Regions from separate parts of the Anser cygnoides genome. Here region 1 is linked to region 2. Evidence: chromatin contacts called from public Hi-C data. All regions are on one chromosome and are shown on one strand. The core of a region is the stretch at or near the end of the contact, and the rest is flanking DNA. Distances in the headings are between cores, read along the strand shown. Region 1 holds the start of GAPVD1 (GTPase activating protein and VPS9 domains 1). Region 2 overlaps MAPKAP1 (MAPK associated protein 1).

The links. Hi-C and Micro-C count contacts between places; a contact is called where the count stands out from the background.
Region 1: a Hi-C map of liver shows a contact between it and region 2, with 2.5 times the contacts expected there. The contact joins the promoter of GAPVD1 here to the enhancer-like site in region 2. A contact is called at or near these places in 2 of 7 Hi-C or Micro-C datasets (both in liver).

The regions. Positions count from the first base shown.
Region 1 is chr20:1,163,702-1,167,114 of Taihu_goose_T2T_genome, reverse strand. GAPVD1 (GTPase activating protein and VPS9 domains 1) reads left to right here and starts at 1,360. Exons shown (of 27, transcript XM_066980967.1): 1 at 1,360-1,595. It overlaps HSPA5 (heat shock protein family A (Hsp70) member 5), which reads right to left and starts at 1,079. Exons shown (of 9, transcript XM_066980975.1): 1 at 928-1,079; 2 at 624-763; 3 at 196-427. The coding sequence starts at 1,023.
Region 2 is chr20:1,065,531-1,068,869 of Taihu_goose_T2T_genome, reverse strand. The region is part of intron 6 of MAPKAP1 (MAPK associated protein 1); the gene reads right to left. Among named protein-coding and RNA genes, the nearest start is that of MAPKAP1, 58 kb to the right of the region's middle. Within about 2 kb of position 1,694, at least 2 of the 3 cell types and tissues checked have open chromatin away from gene starts, as enhancers often do. A contact at or near this core is called in liver, where this site is marked.

The sequences.
Region 1 (3,413 bases), core at 111-2,610, 99 kb before region 2:
TCTCTCTGATAATTCAGTAAATCCTTTAAGACAGTTGATTTGAAAGCAGGGCTATAAAAGCCACAGGGTTGCTCATAAAAACGCTGATTTAATGGCCTTGCTTTTCTCAGGCAAGAGAGAAAGCAAGCAGCATCTGCAGCCTGTTCTCCTGACCCCCACCCACCCCCCCATCCACCACCCCGTAACCAGGCACACCTTGAATGGCAAGTACTTGATGTCCTGCTGCACCGAGGGGTCGTTCCAGGTGCGGCCTATGAGCCGCTTGGCATCGAACACGGTGTTCTCAGGGTTGGATGTCAGCTGGTTCTTGGCGGCATCCCCGATCAAACGCTCCCCCTCAGGCGTGAACGCCACGTAGGATGGGGTGATGCGGTTCCCCTGGTCGTTGGCAATGATTTCCACCCGGCCATTCTTGAAAACGCCCACGCTGCAGGAGAAGCGGAGCCGTCAGGCGGCACGGGGGCCTGCCCTCCCCTTCCCCCCCTCAAGTTCCGCTTCTCCCTTCCCCCTCCCCGTGCTCCGCCGATTCCCCCCCCCGCCCCCCCGGAACCGCTCTCCCAGGCCCCCAGCCGGGCCCACGGCCCGCAGCCAGCCCCCTGCCCCCCACGCGGCCCCCCACGCACCAGGAGTAGGTGGTGCCGAGGTCGATGCCCACCACCGTGCCCACGTCCTCTTTCTTCTCCTCGTCGTCCGCCCGCGCGGAGCCCAGCACCAGCAGCGCCCACAGAAGATGCCTCATGCCGGCCGCTCGCCCCTCGCCGCCCTGCCGGGGAGCCAAGGGTCACAAAATGGAGGCGCCACGTGCGGGGCGCGCCGGCCCCGGCCCCCAGCGCAACCGCCCTGCCCCCCGCCCCCCCGCCAGGCCCAGGCCCAGGCCAGGCCCAATGCAGGCCCCGATCCCCCCACCCCTTCCCGTCCCATCCGTACCGTGACACCGACCGCGCCGCCAACTGCCGCTGAACGCCCAGGCCGCGCCGCCCGCCCATATATACCCTCCGTTACTCCTGCGTGGAGGCTCGCCATTGGCTGCAGAGCCCTCGCTGGAGCGCGCCTATTGGTCGGCTGCCACTAAGCTGGCCTTCCTCGATTGGCGACGATCGCGCGGCCGCTCTGACACACCGGGCGCGCGCCCCTCCCGCCGCCCGATTGGTTCGTGCCCCGGCGCCGCGGGCCTATCAGCGGAGAAGCGTGAGCCAAGCGGAGGGCGCCCATTGGCCGCGGGACGCCGTCACGGCGGGGACGGGGCAGCGCCGGGGGGACGTTCTGGAAGTTTCCATGGTGACCGCGCGGCCCCGCCCCGCCCGCCGCGCCTCGCGCCTCAGGGACGGGACGGGGCGGGTGGGGGCACGGCCCCGCGCACCCCCGAGCTCCCGCCCCGGAGCCCAGCGGCAGGGCCGGGCCGGGCCGGGGGCTCGGGCGGTATCACGGGGCCGCGAGGTCGTTGGCTCCCCTTGGGCCGTGCCAGGGCCGAGCCGTGAGGGAGCGGCTGGGGGCGATGCACGGAGCCGCGGGGAGCGGGGCCGGCAGCGGCCTGCGGGCAGGGCTCGCCTCGGAGCCGCCCCGTGTGCGGGGGGGACGTTTCCTGAAGTTCTTCAGTGAGTGATGCTTAGCTCGTGGAAGAGGGCGGCGTCAGCACAGCCGTGTGTCCGGGAGCTGTAAAGAGCCCCTTTGGGTTCCCAGGAAGCCTGGTGCAGGCGAGGGGACAGCTGCGTGCTGCTAGGCCTCAGGCTCGTTGCTGTCAGCTTTCCTGGGGGAGTAATGCCGTAAACACCCCTGGTGTCCTGTGGTGCTGCTGGGAGCAATGCTGACAGCCGGCTGCCTGGTACCAGGCACAGCAGTTTGGTGACACGTTGTGTGGTCACGCTCGATAAACGTTTTCTTGTTGTATTTCAGTTTGCCAAGGTTGTTTCTAAAACGTCAGTTGGCTTTTTAGAAATCAATTGCATAAGGCATTCTCTTTTATCAGAGGAGAAAATGCAAGGCGGTACCTGTGCCAGTACGGAAGAGGCACACACATAATAGTTCAGAGAATAACAGATATAAAGCGTAAATGGGTGGCTCTTGTGCTGAGCTGGCCCTTGGAGGAGCTTTACAGACGATTTAGGCATAGAAAGAGCAGCCGCGGTGACTCAGGGACTTGCTTTCCTACCTACACCACCACCGGCCCCGTGCTGAGGCCTGGATGCCCGGTCCTTACCACAGGGCACCTGGGGGTATTCGCCAGGGTGTTCGCCCTGGGGGATTCGCAGCACCAGGGATGTCAGGAGCCGTGGAGCACAGCTGTCACTGCGCGCTGCGACGAGGTGCTGTGCCCAGGTGAACTCCCTGCGAGTCCGCAGCGGTTACGCTGCAAATGGCACCACTGACGTGTCTGCGATTACCTCTGTTTTTTCTTAGAGAATAAGCTTCTTAAATCCTCTGTCGGGACAAATTCTCACGTAATAAACGACATCCAACTCTTTAGCTTCCCCTAGCATTCCTGCAAGCGCAAGCCTAGAGGTACGCGCGTTGGGAGGAGCGGCCTTGTCGGCCGGGCTGGCAGTCCCAGCGCTGGACTCGATGCCCGTCCGCGCCGTGACCTCAGCAGTCGTTGGGCCGCCAAGTCGTGCGAGGCCGCATCGCGCCCAGCCAGCAGCTCCGTGCTCCCCGAGGCCGGCGTGCCAGGCGAGGAGGACGGGCAGAGTAAGAGCCCCCCCGCGCGGGTCGCTTTTCAGACCAGCGATCCCGGCCGCGCCGCTCCGTGCGGGGCAGGCTTGCCGCGCCCCTCTGTCGGCGGCTCTCCCGTGCTTCTGCGGCGCGCCGCTGGCTCCGCTCGCCGTCGGCCCCCGCTCCAAGCGGCCCCGGCGTCGGGACTACAAGTCCCAGGGCCCCCGGGTCCCAGGAGCGCGGCGTCGCCGCCCGCCGCCTGCGCAGTGCCGCGCCGGGCTCGGGGCCGCAGCGGGAGCCGGGCGGCGGCGGAGCCGGGGCGCTGGCCGGGTAGGGGCGCGCTGCGCGGGCCGCCGGGCGGGGGGGAGGAGGAGGAGGAGGAAGAGGAAAGGGGAGGAAGGGAGGGGAAGGGGAGAGGAAGAGGAAGGGCAGCGGGAGGGCAGGAAGGCGGCAGCCCGGGCCTGGCCGAGCTCTGCCCGTTCCCGGGAGCCGAGCGGGAGGAAGGCTGCGCGCCGAGCAGGAGGTGCCGTCTCGCTTCGTCCCCGGGGCAGGGGCAGGGGCAGCGCGGCCGGGCTGGCCCCGAGGGGGGCGGCTGGAGCCCGGCCCCCGGCCCCCGGCGTGGCTCGGGGCTGCCCCGCGGCCCTCCCTGCTCGCCGCGGCGGGGGCAGCGGGCGGGCAGCGGGCGGCCCGGCAGCGCGGCTCCGCGGCGCCCGTCGCGTTCCGGAGCTTTACAACTTGCAAGTTGCAGAGCGCCGTGACTTCCTTCT
Region 2 (3,339 bases), core at 445-2,944:
GGCAGGGAGCTCCGCGGGGCAGCGCTGCACAGCGGCCTCCTCCTCCGTCCCAAGCCCCTCTCATTTAAGGTTCATTCTCAATTCTCTTTGTTCCTGGCAAAATGAAACTGCCTAAAAGCCCCAAATTTATGTTCTCTGGACCATTCAAAATTTATTACTCTATCTTACTCATATTCAAACAAACATTCCTAACCTTTTCACGTATCTACTTCTTCCCCTCTACTTCTGTCATGTTTTTTATACGGACCGGTCGGAACTGAGCACGCTGCCACATGAGAGTACCGTGGATTTCTGCAATTGAGAGACATCAGCCCTACAGCCCAAAGATTTAGGGGTTTTGACTACCACCACATAGTAAAAGCAGAGACCTTCCTAAGCTCTCTTAACTGATAAGCAAATATTTCCTTCAACTGCTACAGAGAACTGCAGCGTGCACGAGTGTTGTGGCACGTCCGACGCCTTCTGATCACCTCACCAGCTTCCTGGGCATCCACCTGGCCACCCAACCTCAGCAGAGCTCTAATCTGAATCGACCCCCTGAGCTAAATTTAATGGACTGTTTAAAATGAAAATCTTTCATAGAAATGTACTATACTTAAAAAAAAAAAAAAAAAAAGAAACCAAAGAAACTACCTTTTCCCTTGTATGCAAATGACATGATGTTTGAGGAAAAACTGGAACCAAGCGGCAGCGCACAGATTCAAAGGCATCTGGCGCCTTCAGGTAATGTATACAACACGCTGCAGTACCAAAAGGTTTCCAGAGAACTGCAACCAAAATACAGGACAATAAATCAAAATACTGCAGGGGAAAAAAAAAAAAAAAGCCTTCCAAAATATTCTAAGGCCAAAACAACTAGAGTTCTAATTTTTCTTTTATTTTTTTCAGCATGAGGTGTTTCTGCCATGTGTTTTCTCCCAAACAGAGCTGGGTGCTGCGGACCAGCCCCGCTTCCGGCTGTGCGCAAGGCGAATCGCGGCCGTGGAGCACCGCTGACCTAATTCGGGTTTGCTAAAACCAAGACGTATCTGGAACCTCCTGAAAATGGAAAATTGTCTTTCAGTTCCTGACACTTGAGCTGTTAAAGAGCACATGCTGTTGTCGGTCCTGCTCATGTTTCAGCCCATCCTGACTCGGTCGATTCTTTCTATTGAGCAGCTGGCCTGAGAACTGTCAGCCTGATTTTCCTGACACTCTATTACTAAATCATGCCTGAGCCCCAGCCATTCTTTGCCTCAGAAGCTGGATCTCATCCCAGAACAATCTTTAAAAGTTTATTTTACTGATCAAAGCAAAATAAGAAAAACCTCTGTGTTTTACTATATTTAGTGTGCTATCCAGTAAGTGAAACTTTGGCAAGAGCAATGAAATGTAAAGCGCACCCCACATTTGTAAACTTTTGGATATTTGCTCTGGAAAGCAGCCAGAAGCGCTTGAAATGCCGGTCAGAGTTCAGACGCACTATCCCTCCCTTCCTTCGCTGCAGTTCAATAAGCAGGCAGCATTGTTTCCTCTACCCGTGCCACCTCGCTTAACGCCCTGCGGTGCTTGGCGAGCTCCGAGGCCGCGCTGGGGGTCTGTGCCGCCGCGCCGGGGCAGGTGGGGAGCCCTGGAGACACCCCTGCTCTGCGGCACCTGGAGCATCACCCGCCGGCAGCGAGGCGTCCTCACGGGCCGACAGCACAGGGAGGCTCCTCCGGAGGAGACGCGCGCCCACCCTGCCTGGCCAGCTTCTCGGTCATGCTCTGTACTGATGGCGCACATGAACTGTCCTCACCCAGCCTAACTCCAGCATTTCCTAATTATGAGTATAAATTACGTATGTGTTAGCTTACTCTGCTAACGTGCCGTACCTTTATCCTAAGTCAACACACTAGGAAACAGGACAGACAAGCAGATGTCATTCTACCAATTAAAACTGCTGCTTACAAATTAGAAGCCAAAGAAATTCCTTAGCTTATATTTTCTGTCATTTTGCAAAAACATACCTGGGTGACAAGGTTAAATCAAGCAAAGGAAATCCCTGGCACTTATCATCCACAGGCATTACTGATAAATTGTGCTGTGGAGGAATAAAGGATTACCTTCTGTATTTTTTCATTACACTTTTCTTTTGTTACAGAATACATAAATCCATTGTGGCACAATGTAATATGTATCATCGTGCTACACCTGTGGACGTTTCATAACGGCTGCCATGTCTGTGCAGTCAGGAATGATAAGTGAACCACCCGTGAATGTTAATGATAGTGATCATTCTGCGGTAACTTGGCTTTCCATCTTCTTTTACAGCCTGAGTGCTGGAGCCAGGGTGGCAAGGTTCAGAAGAAGAAAAAGAAAACAAGAGAAGAAGCGAGAGCCGCAGCGGGCTGGTGCCGGGTGCTGCCAGGGGGAGGTGGCTGGAGCGGCACGGAAACTGGCAGTGGCCTCTCCATGGGCTCGACTTGTGTGAAAAAAATAAAGAAATACCTCTCAGAAGATGAAAGGCTTCTGTTCTGAATGAGAAACAACTTCTCTAAAAGCTGTCCTTCGGATCTTTTTTTTTTCTTTTTTTTTTTTTTTTTCTGAAGCGACATTTATAGCATTTAAAGCTCACAGCAGAGAATGACTGGCACGGCCGAAAGTGTCAGGGAATGACTAATAATGATTTCCACTTGAGCAGCACAGAGTCAAAGTTAAGAGTAAAAGTCCCCGTTGACACAATGTGCTTAACCTGAGCTGGGCGATTTTTAGGATAAAGTGCACGGTGATATGAACCAGAATGGCTGCCAGCCATACTTTTAATTCTGAGCCTAAATGACCTTGATTTGGTGGATCTAATGTTAGCCTTAAATAATACTGTGTGCTTTTGGGCTTAACTGTCTGCATTTTGACACTACTACAGGTAACACATCAGCTTCCTGCTCTGACTCCTTCCTTGGGGATCCTACCCCTCCCTGTTTGCTGTCCTGGGGGCCCACCTTCTTCACTTCGAACCTACATTAACTTTCTTAAGTTTGCATTTTATGAGTATTCTAATATATATTTTGCTGATTACCTACACCCATGTGAAAACTGGTAAGAGGCTTTCTGCGGAGTGTTTCTGTAACCTAAGTAAAATACACATTTCAAAGCTTTGAATTGAATTTGTAAATGTACTATGAAAGCCTGGTATTTTTAAAATGCTTCAAACCTTAATCTACCAGGTATAACAGAGGTGTCGCTTTGAAATATATATATATAATAGTCAAAGCAATTTAAACATAATATTAAAACAGAAAAAGGTGCTACAGAGGAGAGGAACTGTATGCCAAATTTCATCTATGTGCCAACTGGCAGCTGAGTTACAACTCCTAGAAA